2 separate regions of the Rattus norvegicus genome follow, and region 1 is linked to region 2. Evidence: chromatin contacts called from public Hi-C data. All regions are on one chromosome and are shown on one strand. Each heading gives the region's core, a stretch centred on a gene start, on an enhancer-like site or on the middle of the called end of the contact. The rest is flanking DNA. Distances are from core to core; before and after follow the strand shown.

Region 1 (4,592 bases), core at 1,015-3,514, 46 kb after region 2:
ACACAGTGAAGAGAGACGGAGACAGAGAGAGAGAATGCTTGCTAACTTTATTAATTTTACTCACTTGGGCTGGGGAGATGGCTTAATGTGTAAAGTCCTTGTTGTGCAGGCTTCAGGTCCTAAGCTTGGATCCTCAGTACTCACATAAGACTGGACACAGGTATCCACTGTAACCCCAGCACTTGGGGTGAAGATGGACAATTCCTGGGGGCTCTCCGACAGCTAGCTGAAAGACAAGGCCCAGGTTCAGTGAGAGACTGAGGTAAACAGCAATGGAGAGTGAGCCTTGAAGTTCAGTGACCTCTTCAAGCACACGCACAGGGAAGCATGCTGTATACACATATGTGCACACAAAACGCCATGCAGCGCGCGCGCATACACCCACACACAAAGTAACATTTATTTTTTAAATTAAAAATTTTAAGTTTCAAAGTATATAATTAATATTATTTTAGAATACTTAGAGATAATCTCAAAACGTATGTGCTAACGTATAGGCATATATTCCTGTATGCTCGCGGTGGTTCAACATAGAGCCATCAATCCTTCCACATTGGGAATATCAGAGATTAACACTTATCCGTCTGGATGCCTGGGATGATTTGGGTGAGATCTGCTTCTTCCTTCCATTTTCCCCCACACCTCCCCATCCTTCCTTCTCCCCCTCCACACCACCCAGTGCTAAGCCCTGCCCCTGGCCCTGTGTGCGATGCTTTGAGTGTGGCGATCACTGTCATCTTCCTGCCTCTTGAATCCGATGTCCGGAGAATTCTGAGGTGAGGCCGGGCAGAGTAGCATCCATCACATTCTCGGAGTGGCTGCGGCTCTGGGCTACACCTGCTTCCAACAGCAGAACAGTAACAGTAAGAGCGTCTATTAGAAGCCGGGAAACTCTCTTTCTCAAGCTGATGGAGGCTCTGCAGAAAAAGCCTCAAATATTCTCAGGAGTGAGATGAAGCAAAGACTCCTTCCAGGCCTTTCCCTGGCCACAGTTTCAACCCCAGCCTACTAACCCCAGGATCGTTTTTCAGACCTTGTAGTGTAGGCTGAGTTGATTTTAAATATAAAACTCAGTAGGAGAGTTCCTTTTTACTCTCTCTGTAAATACAGTGCTAAAGAATGGAGGTAAGAACACACACACACACACCCACACCCACCCCACTTGTCCACACTGAAAGCAATCCAAACGCCGTGTAACTGTTGACAGATTGTTCTGGCTGCGGTGTGGCTCTGGTAGAACGCTCGCTCACATAGCAGGCCCTCGGTCCATTTAGTACTGCAACAGAGAAATAAAGGAGACTCTCGACGGCCATTTCATAACTGTCCTCGGAACAGCTTTGTCTCATAAGTGCCTGTTGTTGAAAACCTGCCCGCCTAGAAGGGGCCGAGTGCTGAGTATTGCCTGTCACTGATAAATTGCTTCTAACACTTCCGCAAACCCTTCTGCCAGGAACATGCAGAATCAGCCGTGAGGAGACTGAGAGCTGGCGCTGTGGTCTGGCTTTGGGATATCACAGGCAGAGCTCGGAGCATCTCCCGGAGGCTGGGTAGTAGGGAAAATCTGTAGAGCTTTCTCTTCCCAGCACATGTGGCGGTCGATGGGTTGTGTTTTGCTGCAAGGAGGCAGCGTCAATGTTCTGTGACGCTGCATTCAAGTAAATGTTCTCCAGTCCACCCTTAGTTTTTTCTTCTGTCATTGATGTCTTTTGCCTTGAATTGGTGCCAATCATGGCTGGCCACGGTCAAGCTGACATCCCAGGCCTCCGTTGCGTTCACACTGTTTTAACTTTTAAATCAGTTAGCATTTAGAATGGTAACACACGTGCATGGCATCTAGTGAAAAATGGCTTCCTTGTCCCTGTGCAGTCTGGTTCCTCAGCCTCCCATCCTCTTCACACCACGTTGGTTCCTTAGGCATTTCCCTAAGGATAACCTGCTTGCCTAACAGCCTCCTGCCTCACATGGCTATTCAAGCCCTGTGTTAATTCCCTTCCATCCCAACTGTCCGGCATTGTGCCGGACACAGACTGCCGGGGATATAATAGCATGTACACATTGAGACTCATTTGCAGGGAACGCTTGCCAGGGCGACACCCGGATCCACTACCCAGCCACAAGGAAAAACTAATAACGTGGACAGCTGGGCAGTTCTGCCAACTTCAGCCGCCCTTCCAGCTGGCAGCGAGGCTCAGGTTAGCAGGCACGTGAAGAAGGGACTGCCACTCTGCAGCTCCAGTCTGTTCAGGCGGATGAGCGGTCACCGCTGACTCTCATCCAAGGCGAGAAGCCGAGCTGTCATCACAAGCTGTCAGGTCGTGCAGCAATAGAGCACCTAGACATGAAACACTACACGTTCTGCACCTTGTTCTTCTCAGTGAACAGTACATTCCAGTCTGTTTCAGTATGTGCAGTGCGGCCTCATTCATGTTCAGAGCTGCATAGTACTCCACCGCGTGGCTGTATAGTAACTCACCCTACCACACTCTTGTTTCTGCTTTTGCAGAATCTAACATTGTTACTCTAGACACTTCATTTCACACTGAACATTTCTTGGATAAATTCTCAGGAGTCCAGTTGCCGAGTCAAACCTTTGTGAATTTGCTATTTTAATAGATATCCCTGGATTGCCCTCCAAAGAGGTTCCATTCCCTTGAAGGGTACCAGAGAGACCCATTCTTTTCTTTAAAAAATGCCTTTAACCTCCATTTATACTTTATGCATATGGGTATTTCAGCTGCCTGCCTGAATGTCTTGTGTATCCATGCGTGTGGCTTGCAGTGCCTACATATGTCAGTAGAGGGCACTAGAACCTCAGTAACCCCAACTAGTGATGGGACGGTTGTCAATGCTGAGAATCGAACCCTGGTCTCCTGGAAGAGCAGCCAGTGCTCCTAGCTGCCAAACCATCTCTCCAGCCCCTCATGCTTTTCTTTTGAGATGGGGTCATGCTGTGTCATCCAGGCTGGAATCGAACTTGTGACCCTCCCACTGGAGCTCCCCAGTCACTGCCATGACAGGCTCACCCCACTGCAATTGACCTAGCATTTCCTTTTTGATAACTTATGTTCCCTTTTCGGGTACAAACTGTCTTCTTTTTCCTGTTGAATTGTTGACATTTGTCTTCTTCGAGGGTATTTTACGGATCAGTGAACCAGGTTTTGGTGGGTACCGTGTAAAGCAGGGTTATTTATTTATTTACACATTATTATTTTCTGTTTTACCCTTCTCACCTCAGCACACCGCCACAGCTTTTCTCACAGGCATGCACAGGACATGGACATTCTGCCTGTGGGCCCCGGGAGTAAGTGTTGGCAGCCTGTACCCAAAGGTGATGAGAACTGATGACTATTCCCGAAAAATCAGACTTCTAATTAAGATGTGCAGAGTTAAGACGTTGCCTGTTCTGGGTTTTGCATCTCAGCAGACCCTCCAAAGTTTGAAATGGAAGGGCTGATGGCTTCTTCAGGGTTCAGCAACAGAGGGCAGGTGTGTGTTTGGGGATCACACTTGCACTACAGGGAGACAGAAAATGGCACCACGCTCTCCTCTCCTTCAAAAAGCATTCACATCCTCCACATCCATTGGACATTAGGGTGACAACAGACAGGTTCAAGATCATAGAATGTCAGAGCAGAAGGCAACCTTCATGACCCTGGTCATCAGTGTGTGTGTGTGTGTGTGTGTGTGTGTGTGTGTGTATCAGAATGTCCTTATAGGAGTTGGTTCTCTTCTTCCACTCCATGGGTACTAGGGACAGGGCTCAGGCAGCCATGGTTGGCAACAGGCACCTTTACCTGCTGAGCTGCCTGGCGACTTGAGCCCAATAATTTCATAAATGTCGTCTTCAGTTTTCTCCTTTTGCACCTTGAGATGTTCTGATACCAGTGGCGTAGCTCTCCGTTTTCTCAGCTTAGGCTGGGGTGATGGAGAAAATACTGAATGGTGAGCCGCCTTGTGTGTCCCGCGTGGGAGAGGATGCATCCAGTCCTGCAGTGGCCTCTGTGCCATGGTGGGCGATACCCGGGGGGGATGGGTGGAGAGCCTGTGTGATGTGGGGGGTGATATTGGGGTGTAAAATGAGTAAATGAATGAACAAAAGAGAAAAGCCTTTGGGTTTTTAGAATTATTTTTTTGAAATTAAAGTATAATTACATCATTTTTCCCTTCTCATTCTTCCCTCTGACTGCTCTTACACCCCAATTGTGTGTGCTCCCCCTCCTGTCCTGTCCTGTCCTGTCCTCTCCTCTCCTCTCCTGTCCTCTCTTCCTCTCCTTCTCGCTCTCATTTATGGTCACTTTGTTATTATTACATATATATATGCATAAATGTATAAATATAGCCTGCTTGATTCATTTAGTATTGCTTGCGTGTATATGATCTCGAGCTGACAAGTCGGTGGGTTGGATAAGCAGTTAGGGGCCTTTTCCCTAGGGAGGGCTTTCTCCCACCTCAGTGTTCCTTAGTTGCCTGTGGTGTCTTTCTTTCTTTCTTTTCTTTTTTAATTAGGATGGGCCCTGTGAGATCCCTTTTTCACGTTAGCATGTCCTTTGCTAGTGCTGTGCTCTAAGGGATATGCTGGTCATTGTCGTGGG
Region 2 (4,932 bases), core at 2,402-4,901:
AGCAGGGGAGGACCAGGGCCTGGAGCAGCTCTGCAGCCAATGCACACCTTATTGGAATGGTTGGCACTAACCAGTCATCGTTTTGGCATCATGGATGTGAAGTTGAGACTTGTGTGCTAGTTATCCTAGCAGTCGATGACACCAATGACTCTGGTCACACGACGGTGTATGACAGGAAGAAAATCGTGCCTGCCACATTTCCTTAAGAGAGAGAGAGAGAGAGAGAGAGAGAGAGAGAGAGAGCGCGAGCAGGACGGGGGTGCACTTGACTTAGTTCCTAACACTGGCTTAATTACAGCCTTGTGACGTCATTGACCAATTGGTCTTAGGGTTAGGTATGCAGCTCGGCTGTCAAGGGCCTAGCATGTGCACGATCCGGGGTTCAAGCTCCAGCCAACCCAGATGGTCACACTTTCACAACAGCAGGCTTTACTCACCGAGCCAACTCCCAAGCCCTTGTGCTTCCTCTGTCCTTCAATACCTAGCCCCAAGAAAGGGTTAGCATTTGAGACTGTGCTATAAATTCAATAGACAGCTATCGATGTCCTTGGCATCAGTGAATCACAAATGGGAAAATATTGAGAAAAAGGCTTTCATCGGTGTGAAGACATAGGACGTTTTCTTGCTACGCTCCCTAAGCAGTGCAGCAGAACCACGATTTGTACCGCACTTGCGTTGCGCTGTGCTGTGCTGTGCGTGAGCCGCCTAGGGTTGGTTTAGAACTCAGGAAATAGGCCGGAGAGATGGCTCAGCAGTTAAGAATAGGCACTGCTCTTGTTGCAGAGGATGCAGGTTCGGGTCCCAGCTCCCAGAGACGGTAACTTACAACCCTCTACAACTCTGGTTGTAGAGACCCAGACCCCTCCTCTGGCCTCTTCAGTTAACTGCATGCACAAACCTACACTCTCACACGTACGCAGAATTACTAAAAATAATAAAGATTAGACCTTAAAAGATAAAGTGAGCTAGAAACTGGGGTTGGTGGTACATGCTGTAACCCCAACATCTGGAAGGTAGAGAGGGAAGCCAGGAGGATAAGGAGTTCAAGGTCACCCTCGGCAACGATAGACAGTTCAAAGCTAGCATGAGCTACACGAGACCCTGTCTCATCCCCACCCCGATGAAAAGTATGTCGGAAGACATGCATACGTTTTACACAAATAGTACATATTTCATATAAACTACGTAATCATATGCAGATTTAAGAATATTTTATTTTTATTATTTTTAATTATGTATCCTTGGGTCTCGCTGTGGATATATACACATCCGAGCAGTGCCAGTGGATGGCGAAGGCATCGGATCTCCCTGAAGCCAGAGCTACAGGTGGTTCAAAGTCACCATGGATTCAAAGTCACCAAACTTGGAGCCTCTGTAAGAGCAGCAAGTGCTTTCAGCTGTCGAGCAATCTCTTCAGCCCAGATTTTCTATCACTGGTGTCCTGTAACTAACTAATCTGCTTTGGATGCCAAGGGATGAGCACTTAAATGAGTTATTGTAAGTTTTTAAGGTGATTTATAATTCAGTAAGACATAGGAGGTTGAACTCAACTTAAAAAAATAAGCACATGGAAACTTATCACAGTTCACACAGCAAAATATGACCCTCAACATGCGACAAAAAGGTAATAATGCTTATACACACACACACACACACACACAATGAGGAATATGATGTCCATGGTTCTAGCATTCTGTGGACTGTTATAAAACATAATAAAATATAAAAAACTGAAAAGATTGCACCTCACACCAGTTGAATGGCTAAGATCAAAAACTCAGGTGACAGCAGATGCTGGTGAGGATATGGAGACAGGAACACTCCTCCATTGTTGGTGGGACTGCAAGCTGGTACAACCATTCTGGAAATCAATCTGGTGGATCCTCAGAAATTTGGAAATAGCACTACCTGAGGACCCTGTTATACTACTATTGGGCATAAAACCAAAAGACGCTCCAACATATAACAAGGACACATGCTCCACTCTGTCCATAGCAGCCTTATTTATAATAGCCAGAAGCTGGAAAGAACCCAGATGTCCCTCAGCTGAAGAATGGATACAGAAAATGTGGTACATCCAACGATGGAGTACTACTCAGCTATCAAAAACAATGACTTCATGAAGTTTATCTTTATTTTTGCTAATGCAGTATCGTTTTCCAGATGGCCAAGTTATTGTGATGGATGGTAGCCAAGAAAACAGGAAGCAGTGGTGGCAGGATGTGCCAGGAACCCCTCCTGCTTTGGCAATAGAACGTGCCTGCAGTGGCTCATTGTCTGCCGGTAAAGGAGAAACTGGTATGCGCTTTATTTTTAACAGAGTTACTGGTTCCCCAGGGAATTATGTTACCGATTTACGGATGCAGAAAGGCACCAGTAGTACCTTCGGGTTGGAGAGAGAACTGGGAACACACCTTGCTTGTCTGATTTGCTCTAACCAAGCTGGTTCCAAGTGAACTAATGAAAGGAATGCACTTCCGAGGACTGAGGCATAATTTTGTGTAGTGTTTCAAGCTGACAACTCTCGGAAAGCACTGGCACTCTGGGGAGACAGTCTAGCATTGCTCAGTTTGATAGCTACTCAGAGAACTCATTTTCCTACGGACAATAGGAATGAATGCAAACCAATATGATTCATTTTGTTTTCATTTTGTTTTAAAAAGACTGTGTGTCACTGTGTAGCTCTGATGACCCGAGACTCTTTGCTATGTATGCCTGGCTGACTGTGAACTCCTAGAGGTCTGCCTGCCTCTGCCTCCTGAGTAGTCTCCATTTTAAAAGCAATATGCATCCACTTTTCTGTCAGTATCTCTCTGTGTTGTCCAAGGAAACCTTAAGCTTATAGGCACAAGTGGCCCTCCTGCCTCTTGATGACAGCCACATACCATCGCACATGGCTACATTCTGTATTATATCTTATGTGTTATATGATACAATATATCTCTATTCATTATATACACATACACACATATATTATATCTTGGTCTGTCTATGTCTGTCTGTCTATCTATCTATCTATCTATCTATCTATCTATCTATCTATCTATTCTCTGTCTGTGTGTCTATCATCTATCATTCTGTTTATCTATATCTATCTATCTATCTATCTATCTATCTATCTATCTATCTAACAGTCTATCTATATTATACACACACTGTTCCCCTGCCTCCTGAGTGCTGGAATGTAGGGAATGCACTCCCACACCTGGTTAATCTATATTATATTTTCGTTAACAATTTTTCTTACCGATCCTAAGTGGTTACTGTATAATTGATTTTATCTTTGTTGGATTCATTACTAAGTGATTTATTTTCCACTGAATCAAAATATAATTTTCTATGTTATTGTTTAACATACTCCCAATGGTGTTTATATCTATGTTATTGTTTAACTTTCTCCCCCTAGGGTGTTGACACTAAATTCACTCCGGAGAAACCAAGCATAGGTCAGGCACAGGGCTGTACACCTATGGCCCTATCACGTCTGTAGTAGAGGCTGGAAGAATTTGAGTTCTGGACAGCCTGGGTGCTAGAAATGAATTTGAGGGGTCCAAGAAAATGACCACAGAATTCAAAATACTTCAGCAAGGCAAAAACGAGCTGCTTCTGAGGAATGGTGGATGGTCCTGTCAATCAAGCAGGCAAGCACACACAGCTGGGGCCCTGTTGGATTCTCATTCTGAACACAAAGGGGTTAAAGAAACAGGCAACTCTAGCTGTTCTAATACCTAGAAAATAGATTTAAAACCAAAACTAATATTAATATATATATTTCCTTAAAGGAGAAAAATTCCAGAGGATATTACAATCTTAAACACGTGTTTACCAGAGAGACAACAGTTTCATACAAAAGAGAATGCTATTAGGTCTAAAGTCTCAGATTGACCCAACACAGTGAGATTGAGAAACCTTGGCATACTATGCTTACCAATCCAGGCAAAAAGCTAAACAGAGTAATGCCGGGGCTAAATGACATCATAAACCAAACAGATCTAACAGACATCAGAAGGACACTCCACCCCCACCCTAAAGAACACATTCTGTTTATTTTCAGTAACCCACAAAACGGTCTGCAAAGTCAGCCACATAGGCAACACAAGGCAGGTCTCCACAAATTTGCAAAAGAAAATCAAATAACGCCCTTCACGTTGTCTGACCACAATGGAGTAAGGCTGGAGGTCAACAGCAATCGAAATGACAGAAAGTTACACAAACTCATGCAAATAGAACGACACACTACTGAGCAGAAAGAAGCCGGGTCACTGGAGAAATCAGAAGGAAGCTTAACAAGTCCTGGGACTGAAGGAAGACGGAACCATGACACACCCACACCGGTGGGACACAGTGCAAGCATTAGTAAGAGTAAAGGTTATAGCCCCAGGCGCCTACAGAAGATACTGGGAAGACTGCCTGCAGCTGAGGGGCCTGGAAAAGAAAGAGCAAACCACACTATAAAAAGAGTAGGTGGGAAAAGAAAATAATGGGGCTGAAACTAGCGAGACAGAGGAAACAGCAACAAAGTATACGAAACTATCCTTCGCCTCTGAAACCCGGTGAGCTGGGGCTCCACAGTCCAAGCTGCTCTCAGCGCTACTGTCTTCAGAGCGCCCACTAGGAGGGCCTGTTAAGCCCCACTTACAACATTCAAGCACTTTCCTAGTCCAAAGTTCCAAAGTTTTTCAAATTCCTCCAAGACACAGCATGGTAGGGCCTGTCACCGCAGTAGCCCACTCCTTGATACCAAACTTGTGTCTTAGTTACTTTTCTATTGTTATACTTATACAGTTTTATAACGGAAAAGAGCGAGGCAAAAAGAAATACAAAATGTACAGTGTGAAGCAGAAGAGAGCACCTGGAGATTTAATGTTGTAGCCATGGCTTGTGCCAAAAGAGGATTCTAAAGCGGAACGAAAGGAGTGGTATTCTTGGGCT

Evidence for each region. A called contact is a pair of places that touch in the nucleus more often than the background predicts.
Region 1: a contact with region 2 is called in a Hi-C map of liver, with 2.4 times the contacts expected there. The contact joins two enhancer-like sites. A contact is called at or near these places in 4 of 12 Hi-C or Micro-C datasets (hepatocytes, kidney and liver).

What each region holds. Positions count from the first base shown.
Region 1 is chr16:76,677,342-76,681,933 of GRCr8, forward strand. The region is part of intron 1 of Atp7b (ATPase copper transporting beta); the gene reads left to right. Among named protein-coding and RNA genes, the nearest start is that of Atp7b, 25 kb to the left of the region's middle. Within about 2 kb of position 2,265, at least 4 of the 93 cell types and tissues checked have an H3K27ac peak or open chromatin away from gene starts, as enhancers often do. A contact at or near this core is called in hepatocytes and liver, where this site is marked.
Region 2 is chr16:76,629,965-76,634,896 of GRCr8, forward strand. It overlaps Nek5 (NIMA-related kinase 5), which reads left to right. Exons shown (of 20, transcript XM_039095243.2): 18 at 2,164-2,298. Among named protein-coding and RNA genes, the nearest start is that of Alg11, 22 kb to the right of the region's middle. Within about 2 kb of position 3,652, at least 3 of the 93 cell types and tissues checked have an H3K27ac peak or open chromatin away from gene starts, as enhancers often do. A contact at or near this core is called in hepatocytes and liver, where this site is marked.